2 separate regions of the Columba livia genome follow, and region 2 is linked to region 1. A link is a contact called in public Hi-C data. All regions are on one chromosome and are shown on one strand. Each heading gives the region's core, a stretch centred on a gene start, on an enhancer-like site or on the middle of the called end of the contact. The rest is flanking DNA. Distances are from core to core; before and after follow the strand shown.

The links. Hi-C and Micro-C count contacts between places; a contact is called where the count stands out from the background.
Region 2: a contact with region 1 is called in a Hi-C map of crop, with 2.7 times the contacts expected there. The contact joins two enhancer-like sites. A contact is called at or near these places in 2 of 2 Hi-C or Micro-C datasets (crop and liver).

Annotation. Positions count from the first base shown.
Region 1 is chr1:69,688,008-69,692,981 of bColLiv1.pat.W.v2, forward strand. It overlaps MYH15 (myosin heavy chain 15), which reads left to right. Exons shown (of 43, transcript XM_013371209.3): 5 at 1,620-1,776; 6 at 3,207-3,234; 7 at 4,129-4,222. Among named protein-coding and RNA genes, the nearest start is that of MYH15, 7.6 kb to the left of the region's middle. Within about 2 kb of position 2,579, at least 1 of the 3 cell types and tissues checked has an H3K27ac peak away from gene starts, as active enhancers do.
Region 2 is chr1:69,868,406-69,873,379 of bColLiv1.pat.W.v2, forward strand. It overlaps BBX (BBX high mobility group box domain containing), which reads right to left. Exons shown (of 15, transcript XM_065049873.1): 9 at 2,148-3,066; 10 at 1,145-1,283. Among named protein-coding and RNA genes, the nearest start is that of CD47, 86 kb to the left of the region's middle. Within about 2 kb of position 2,431, at least 1 of the 3 cell types and tissues checked has an H3K27ac peak away from gene starts, as active enhancers do.

The DNA.
Region 1 (4,974 bases), core at 1,329-3,828:
CATGGGACATATTCTCAGCAGTCAAGGCTTTGGGGAGACTTAGTTTATTTTTCCTGTCCTAATATTAATCCCTGTCAACACTAAACATGAAGTTTTCCTTGTTAAGAAACAATGCCTCAAGCTTAAAGCACACATAAAACTTCTTTTCAGTATGAGCCTTTCTATCTTTAGTACAGTAATTTTATTCCCTTTGTTTTCAGTGCTGACATCTGTCTTGTTTCATTCTGGCCTTTTCCCTTGCTCTGTATTGGTCGTATGACATCATTAACATAATTTCTGTCAGCACTAGAACAAGCTTCAGTAGCATCTAATTTCATTAGGCCAGAATTCTGTTCTCAGTTTGCTGCAATCAATTGTGTCTGAAATAGTCAGGGGAATCTATAGATTTTCTAGCCAATCCCTGTTCTGGTTTTTGGTATTCATCAGAGGAGTGAATCCAACTTTTTCCCATTTCAGTTCAGGTTGTTAAATATTTCCTGCATTTCTCTAATAACCACATGGACATGGATGGCATAAAGCATAAGTTTGCTTACAGATCAGTATAGGTAGAAAATTAAATTTGTCATATTAATTAATGTACTGGTTGGGTTGTTTTTTACTTTCATGTCAAGGCCACTCTGAACAGGTCCTAATGCTGTTTTCAGGGGAAGGCACCTGGATTTCACCTGAAACTTTTACAATGTAATTAAGCTCATTAACCTATGTGTGCATAGTGCTTGTGCCCATATAATAGCTGGGTTTATTTGGGCATTCCTGCTTCAACCCGGACCAAGTACCTGAAAAATTATCAGCTAATACAGATTCTTCATGGGTACAATTGAAAACTCATTCTTCCTCAGAACCACCAGCCCCAGTCAACTGATGTACATCACAGAATCACAGAATGGTTTGGCTTGGAAAGTAACTTGAAGATGATCTAGTTGCAAGGCCCCTGCCATGGTCAGGGACACCTTCCACTAGACCAGGTTGCTCAGAAGCCACACCAAACCTGGCCTTGAACAGTTCCAGGGATGGGGCATCCACAAAGATAGCCCAAAGAGCAACTACAAAGATGGAGTTTTACCAACTTTACCAATTTCTCCAAAAGCTGGAAAAAGCTCCGCAGCTTTGGGGAATAACACTATGAAGTTGGTTTTTCTTTGAACACCCACCAGAAATTGCTCCAAGGTGCTCACATCAAATAAATAATATGAGATTGTTTCTCCCAGGTTTCTCTTCTTAGTAATGGGGTTTGAACAAGCCAACCATAATTTTTCTTTCCTTCATAATGATTGTTTTCAAGAAGAAACAACTCTCACTGAGTAGCAAGGCAGATTGTATGCAGGTCTGTTGGCTGCTCCTTTGTTCTGCTGAAAGGCTTGTTTCTGTTTCTGGTTGTCACCTAGAAAATATATTTTCCCCTTTGGAAAACTGTTTAATATCTGTAGTTTTGATATCAGTTGCCAATAAGAAGTCACTTAGCAGACTAGTAGCTTTAGAAATTCAAATCAAAGGCTGAAATTCAGGAATTCAAACTCAAATCAGACACTGGCAACACCAGTTCCTGCTTGATTAACTTTTTTTTTTTTTTTTAATTCCTTGAGCTGTTTTTTTCACTCTTGTTTTGTGTTCTGCTCTAGACCTATTCAGGCTTATTCTGTGTGACTATAAATCCCTACAAGTGGTTGCCTGTCTACAAGTCGGAGGTGGTTGCTGCATACAAAGGCAAGAGGCGTTCGGAGGCTCCTCCCCACATCTTCTCCATTGCTGACAATGCGTACCACGACATGCTGCGGAGTAAGTGGCACTGTTTACTTTCAAATTTGGTTTTGCTTTATTTAGTCAACATGATTGGTACCCGGTGGAAGTTTGTGAGAGCTTTTGTAGTGTGCAATAAATGTGCAAACAATCTACAAGCAACAGGGCCTTGACAATCTGTGTCAATTTTAAAATATATTTTTAAAATATTTAACTTTTAAAAAATTCCCCTGACTGTCCCTGTGGTACTTCTGGCAAGAATAAGCTCTGTATATGGATTTTCTGTAAGGTGCACAAATTTAGCTGTCTGAACTGGGTGAATCCATCACTTTATAACAGAAATGAAGCAATGCCCCAAGGTCTGTAAACATTTTCCCAACCTCAGAAATAAACTTACTGTCAGTCTATGGTCGTTATTCTGACACTTACAAGATGTATACATTCAAAGGGTAGTGAAGGCCAGCTATCAAAGGTGCTGCATGCACATCACTCCCATGAACCTGCCGTGGGTCAGTGCTGCACTGATGGCCTTGGGTCTGGGCACCAGCCTTGCGGCAATGAACTCCAGTTATTCCTGTGAAATTTTCTCACCCTGATCCTTAAGTTACTGGAGAGAAGAAAAAGAGTTTATCAGCAGAGGGCAGCAGTGGTGTGCTCACACCGGGTCCTGATCCGTAAATCCCTAAGAGACACATACTGCTGTCACCTGGTTTTGATAAGATGGAAAATGCCACAGCTGCGAGGGGACAGAAAGCGCTGGGCAAAAGGGATGTGTGTATGGCTGCAAAGAAACGCTCTTTTATCAGATAACAGTGAAATCTGGCAAGGCTGCCTAACACGTAACCTGTTCACGATGACTGAAATTAAAAAAGAGGTACTTAGGCTCAATGGCTTAGGAAGCTGATACGATTTAGCAATTGCTTAATTTGGTTAATAATATATTAAGGTTGCAAAGTATTCTATTAAATGCTTATTTCTGGTCAGGCCATTAACAGCAGGGACACTATAAGACTTCATTCCAGCAGTATGGCCAACTGAAGAAGCATATGTACACATAACAAGGAACGGCTTGTGAACAAACAGCAAAATCACTTGGGTTGGTCTAGTATTGCAAGAGCAGAAAGGTCAAATGTGAGCAAAGATGTACTCAGGAGTAAGAAAAGAAGCATTCTGATGACAGGAAATTACTTTCCTTTTTATAGTTTCCCAGACACAGGGGGAACACACATGAATGGCAGATCTTTAATACCGACTTCAACAAAGCACAAGAGGAGGATTGAGGCCAGGGCTAGAAACGGCGTTGCTGGAGGTCACACTAGATGATACTAGTTTTTATCTTTCCATCTCTGCTTCATGTGATTATCTCCTGTCCTTGCAGGACTGATTCTGGAATAGTTGGTACTCATTTGCAATTTTAATAAGTGATTTGTATAGCTTACTAAGTTTATCTATTTTCTTTTCCTCCACAGATCGTGAGAATCAGTCTATGCTGATCACGTAAGTGCTTTTTTTTTTTTGACTGATATGAGACTTTGTTGCTGTGAAAAACTTAGAAGAAAAAAAATACTACTGAAATGCAAGTTGACCTTTGAAAGCTCTGCTAAATTGCCTGGAATGTGATTCAAACCAGCAATTTGGCCATCTGATGGTTGCCTTGAGCCCCATGAAAAAGGAGTAGCTAAGGGTTTGATGGAGGCTGGCCCATTTCTAATCTCCATCTGGTGTTCATTCCAAGTAGGCATGAAAACAACTCAGCAGGCAATTAAAGAAGCTTCCTCCAGGGTTAGCTTTGCTGTGGTTGCTCTCTTTGGACACAGAAGACTCCTTCTTTTCAATGTGATTGCTCTTGCTGCAAATCATATATAAGTGTGTTGTGTAGACACATCTAAAAGGAGAGAGATGACCCAGGCAGAAGAGGCACATCATTTACTGGCAAGCATGAAAGATGGAGAGCTGAATATCTCTCTGCACAGTTCTTGTGTGCTTCTGGATAATGCTGGTAAATTACTGCAGGTTTTCTGTATGTTTTCTAACTCCTTAGCTATGTATAGGTATACCTCAGATCCTCAGTCTGGATGTTTGTAATAAAAATTCATTCACTTAAAGGAAGCTCAGTGTAGCATGGGTTTGTACTGGATTTCTGAGCCCAGTCACAGAAAAAACTAGCTGCTGCTATTGTAGGCATTCACCTCTTTATTCAATCAATTTAATGTGATTTCCACTGGAACGGCCAAACAACGGGGTGCAGAAATCAGAGTCGGTGATTCTGCGAACAGCCTGTGTGCAGGGAGGAGCTGGCAGGGCAGGAAGGTGAAAGGATGAGTTACAGCCATTTGAGCAACACCCATTGTTATCTTCCTCCTTCCCATGTTATCTTCTTCCTTCCTTTAGCGGAGAATCCGGTGCTGGCAAGACTGTCAACACGAAACGTGTCATCCAGTACTTTGCCACGGTGGCAGCCCTGGGTGAACCTGGTAAAAAGAACGTAAGTCTGCTGGTGGCTGTTTCATTTCGCACTCCTGAGGCTTTTCTGTTGTGTACATCCAGCCTCACAGGCCTGCATCCTGAACGCAGAACCATGTGCTAGACCTCCACAGACAGGGTTAAGAAAATAAAATGTTGGGAAAAGATACTGATGCTTCTACACAGCCCTACTGAGAACATGCTGTTCTGATGGCAGAAAGGCAAAGCTCATCCGAACTTGCCATGCTTCAGACAGGGCAGCAAAACCACTCCTAGTTCTGAACAGATGCTTGGTGCTGCTGTTTTTTTCTAAGAGTTTTAGTTTTCCTATGTGTTAAATATATTTCTGATTGTGTTACAGCTGGTCAAAAGATGGGGAGACTGTGAAGATTAAGAAATTTGATTTTTTGTCACATGGAAAATAGTCTTAAAAAGGACTAGGATTCAATTTCTCGTGAAAATGTCCGTTTTGTTGAAAGATTTTTTTGGTCCATAAAAAAGGAATGTTTTGACAAAAGATTTTTTCAAACAGCTTTTCTGTATGTCTCTCTGGATAAGTGCTGTTCTGCTTATAAGTGCTCTCTAAGGCTATAGTTAATGCTATATTCACGCTGCTTTTTACGTTGTGTTGCTATGAGCTTGTTCACTATGAGCTTCATTGCACTTAAAGGCTCAACTCTCATTTGTGGTGATTTAACTAATTCCTATGAACTGTATTTACAAGCCCAAAATTTCAGCCAGGCTTGGATTCTGTACACATAACTCACCGCCAAA
Region 2 (4,974 bases), core at 1,181-3,680, 180 kb after region 1:
CACGACTGAATTGAGAAGCAAGATTGGCAAATATGTATTTTCCCCATCCAGCCAGCTAATGACGGTAGAACAGTACTTGTCAAATTAATTATTTACACAGTTCTCCTAGCTACTTTGAATAAATAATTTGTAAGCATATTTTTTTTTTTTGGCACCATTAGGTGCAAAAAGTTTTCAATTTAAATTTAAAAAATACTTACAGAACTTATATACAATGCACTACAAATACAAGAAGTGTTCCATTTTTTTTTTAACTATTCCAAGCAAACAATACTTGGAGATTTTAATCAATTTCATATCATTGCTGTAAACTGAGCTGCAGGTAAATTTCACATAGACTACCGCACAAAAAAACATTTTACAATTTAAAATACGAAATGTGGAAAATCTACTCCTTTTTATTCATTTTCACCTTCTGAATTCAGTTAATTGGAAGTCTTCATACTCACTTGCGAATTCCTGAATGGCTAAGGAGACTTAATAATTATGCCTGCAGTTCAATAAATCTGTAATACTCTGAGAAAAATTGTTACTCATATACTAGAAAAGTAATTCTGTGTGGCCTTGCTAAATTTTAATGAGTTTGTAATCATTATTCTTCTATTTAATTTCCTCATACTATACATGAACAGTTTAAGCATCTTGTCTCTACAATAGAAAAATGATACCTTTATCATAATTATTTGCCAACCTTAGAACATTCTTTACTTCTCCTCTGCAAGCAATCTCTCCAAGCAGGTAAAGAGATCTATTCTCTCTAGTCTAATTATGTTTATGATGATTGAACACTTACACAGAACTCTAAATACTGCTTGCAAAGTGCTCTGAAAATATAAGTAACCCTCTTCACCACCTCTTGAGCCAGTAAATATTGCATGTTTTTTTCAGAAGTGAGTAAATAATGTATTTGTTTACAGTAGTGTAAAGCAGGAAATATCTCAAAGGAATTACACTGGTATATAAACAACAGGTATCTTCTAGAGCATGACTGAGCCCAGTGGGGTTTGCAATTTTCAGGAATCCTGTGTGATTTTGATTATTTGGGTGTTGAATGTAGTTAATTTAGGTGCAATGAGGAGGACTCATGCTTAAGTTATCAGGCTGATCTAACTAAAACTTTGAACAGTGTTAAGCTGCAACTTACCCAAAACCAAACTCTTCCTTTGGCTTAGTCCTTTTCAGTTTTTTGTTCCCACTTGTCCCACTTTGGGAAAAAGCCCAGTTTTCTTCATTCCAGCATCCTTCATGATCTGAGGAGTTGCCTTTTCCTGAGCTTCTTTTTCCTGGGATGAAGGCAGAAAATTGTTTCTCATCGTTATAAAAATGTGCCAAAACAAACTGGGCTCAGAAGGAACTTGTGTGCTTATTCAGTAGTGCAACCTGTGATGCTTGACCTTCTTGAGGTCATTACAAAACCTTTTTTTATTTATTGTAACCTGGATAATGATGATATTGGCAAATACTTCCTCTCCCCCACCCCAGACTTCTTTCATACTATCTGTGAAATCAGGATCTTTCGAGGTATAAAGGAAGAGAAAGAGATTAGTAGATTTAAAGTAATAACTTCCCTAAATTACAAACTTCTTTTTCTTTTCTGCCTGATCTAATTACACGCATAAATCTACTAACTGGAAAAATACATTTCAAGACATGCCACAAAGCTTCCAGAAATGATATTTACCCTTCCACGAGGTAAAAGGTTCTTGCTCACCACCTACAGCAAACCTAACAGCCAAAGCAAAAGCACAACACATCTGCCTCTTGTAGGGACTGAGAACTATGCTCACAAACACAACAGTTGCTTATACAGAAACAAGCTAATTGTTCAGGGTAACACAAGTCCTGCATACATCTATCAGCAGGCTGACAAATTAACCAACAAAGCCTTTGGTCAAAAAGCTGAATCTCAGATCATGAGAGACAAAGAGGGAGAGGTTAAGAGTTTGTGAGGAACACAGATGGCAGGACTCCAAAAGATCTGCCCTGGACAAGAAGCCCATCCCTTCCACCCGGCCCCAGCATCTTGGGTCACCAGATACAGCTTTCCCATCACAAGCTCCTGCTTAAACACAGACTTCTGCTTTTCCTCCCACTCCAGGAAGACTTTTGTGGTTCATGCTGTAAATGAAACACTCAGAGCCACCCACCTCTGTCCACGTTAGCGCGCAGAGATGTGAGCATGCCCTCTGACACCAGAGTTTTATAAAGAGCACCTTTGCAAGATCTCTCCGATTTCCTGGAGCCACAGGTTTCTATCTTTTTAACACAGTCACTGTCCTCAGTTTTGACCTGTTCTGGTAAGCTTTGGGGTACCACCTCCTCTGTTGGGGTCAGTGGTTCCACTTTAATGTTATCAGAAGCCTCACACGGTACTTCCTTGCTGGCTGCAATACTAAGGAAATCGGGAGGCTTCGATTCTTTGGTGGTCTCTGCGGGTTTCTCCTTCGATGTTTTCTTCTCTTTCGATTTCACTTTTTTCTTTGGTGATTTTGTATCCAACACGCTTCCCTTCACATTTGAGACAGGGCGGGTTTTTTTGCGAGGAGTTTCCAAGAGTCTCTCGGCACCCCAGTCCCCTTTTGCAACAGCTTCAATTGTATACATTACGCTTTCAATGTCCGACTCAGAGGACTGCCTCTTTTTACAAGGTTTCTTGGGGGTGGATTTTTCATTTGTGTGCCGGTCCAACTTATTTTTTTTCTTTTTCTTCTTTATCTTTTCCGGCTTTAGCCCGAGGATATTCATGTCACCCATTGAAAGCTCTGGAGAACAGCACATGTGATCTTTTGTGCTATCATTTCTCTCAAAAGGACTGTTCCCCATTGCAAGACTAGTAAAATCTCTGCATTTTGTAGGTTCTGATTCCTCAGCTTTTGTCTCATCCCAGTTTTGCATTTTCTCTATCTCTGATTGTTCTACTTGTCCTTTACAGGAGTCTTTTATTATTGTTTTCTCCAGTTCTTCTACTTCCATTTCCTCTGCAGCTGCTTCTCCCACATCTTGTGGTGCTTCCACTTTTGTTTTCCCAGGTTCCTTCACTTTGACTCCTTCTGAAGCAAGGCACATCTAAAACAGGTTTAAAAATAGTCCCATGAAACAAACACCAACTGATAACATTACTTACCTATGTTAACAGGAGCATTACACAGGAAAACCCTCTAGCATCTTAGCTCAGGTAACCAAATTATGCTGAAGCCCTACCAAAACTGATGTGACATGACAATGGCTACATGCTAGAGGAAGGCTGGTGGGTTCTACTGCTCTTATAGAAAAAGGCTCCGAGTTATCTCAGTAGTGTTTCCATGATCCTTGAAGTGCCTTTTATATAACCTGGAAACCCACTGCTAGGTTGATTTTCAGAACACCCTAAATGCAATGGAGCAATACGGCGTCTCTATTGCCACACACAAGTTACTTAAAATCTCACATCTGCACCCTCTGTAACTCCCAATTGTCCCTACATACAATTATTTCCTTTGTCTTCCAAATGGCTCTGGATGAGAAGGGGGAAAAGATGTTAACTGAAATTCAGCAACTGAGATCTTCTTTTACCTGAATGTGCAAAATAATTTGGAAGGTAGTAAAAAAGCCTTCCAAATCTTTCTTCTCATGTCACAGACTTATTTTGCAAAGAACTGAAAAGCAGCAGTGGTTGCCATGGTTATCACCTCCTGGTGATAACATTAATGGAAACCAAACCCCTCACACTGTCTGAGGAACAGCAATATTCAAAAGAAGAGCTGTAAATGGTCCCTAAAATTGCCATGTTCCTGCAGCACTGACTTGGGAGATCCTCTTGGTTTTGGATCACCTGTAAGCTCCGCTGACACTGCTACAGAGGGCAGTCCTTCACAGCATCAAGCAGCTGCTATAGGGAAGACATGCTTGCTTTTTCTTACTCTCCCTCTCAAAGCCCCCAAGCTGAATTCCCAATGCTATTAATGCCTTTTTTTTTTTTTAGATTTCTCAAATCAACAAGGTAGTTTTTTCCTTGCAGACTAAAAATAACTCTTACACCAAAATATATATGAGCATAATACCAACAAAAAACCACTTTGCAGTAAGTTTCCAATATTCATGCTGCACGGGGTAGAACGAGCTCGGTTGAGCACTGGAAACATCGGAACTCTGGCAGCACAGTGTCTATTAGGAAGCAGCTTAAATTGTGCAGAGGAGAACCTCACACCTATGCTGAGGTAGATTCTCAGTACCAAGGTACTTCTGTGACTCTTTTTCCTGTACTGCAATGTAAACACAGCCTATGATTTTCAAAAGCTAAAGACCAGTTTTTAAAATGCAACTCATTGGACAGTAATATTTCCATCACTTCACACATACACACACTCCTTGCTAATGGATTTGTTCTTTATACTGTTGGTTCTTCTACAGTAGCCAACAGCACAGAGGGCTGTGGATACGGCTACAAAAAAAGTGACTTCTGTTTTGTGAGCTCTAAATAAACTTGAAATTCACAGTCTTTAAGATTGGAAAAGTGCCTTTTTTTAAGGAAAAAAAAAAAAAAAGCTTAGAAACAAACGAACCACAACATTTCAATAAGAGGCCATTCATTTTAACTGTTCCCAGAAGAAGGATCTACTGAGAGTATCATAGCAGAGTTTTTACAGAAGTTATTGACCTGTTTATTCCTCACTTCAAAAAACACTACAGATGAAAAGCAAAAATAAATGAAAGCAACTAATGACTTTAAAAAGAAATTTGTAATGGCAATGCCCTAACCTGAGTAACAGACTAATCCAGCCCTCTGTATCAACCCCTTGCATCTTCAGCCAAACCAGTCAAATCCCCAAATCCCAAAACAAGGAACTGAAACTATTTCAATGCTGACTGGAAAGTCCCTTTGCCATCATGGACTGGTACTTCTTCTCAGCTGCAGCACAGACTCTTAGAAACCTCCAAGCTGATGGCTAGTCTGGGTAAATCTTGATTTGTGGCACCCAAACCGTGATAATTCAT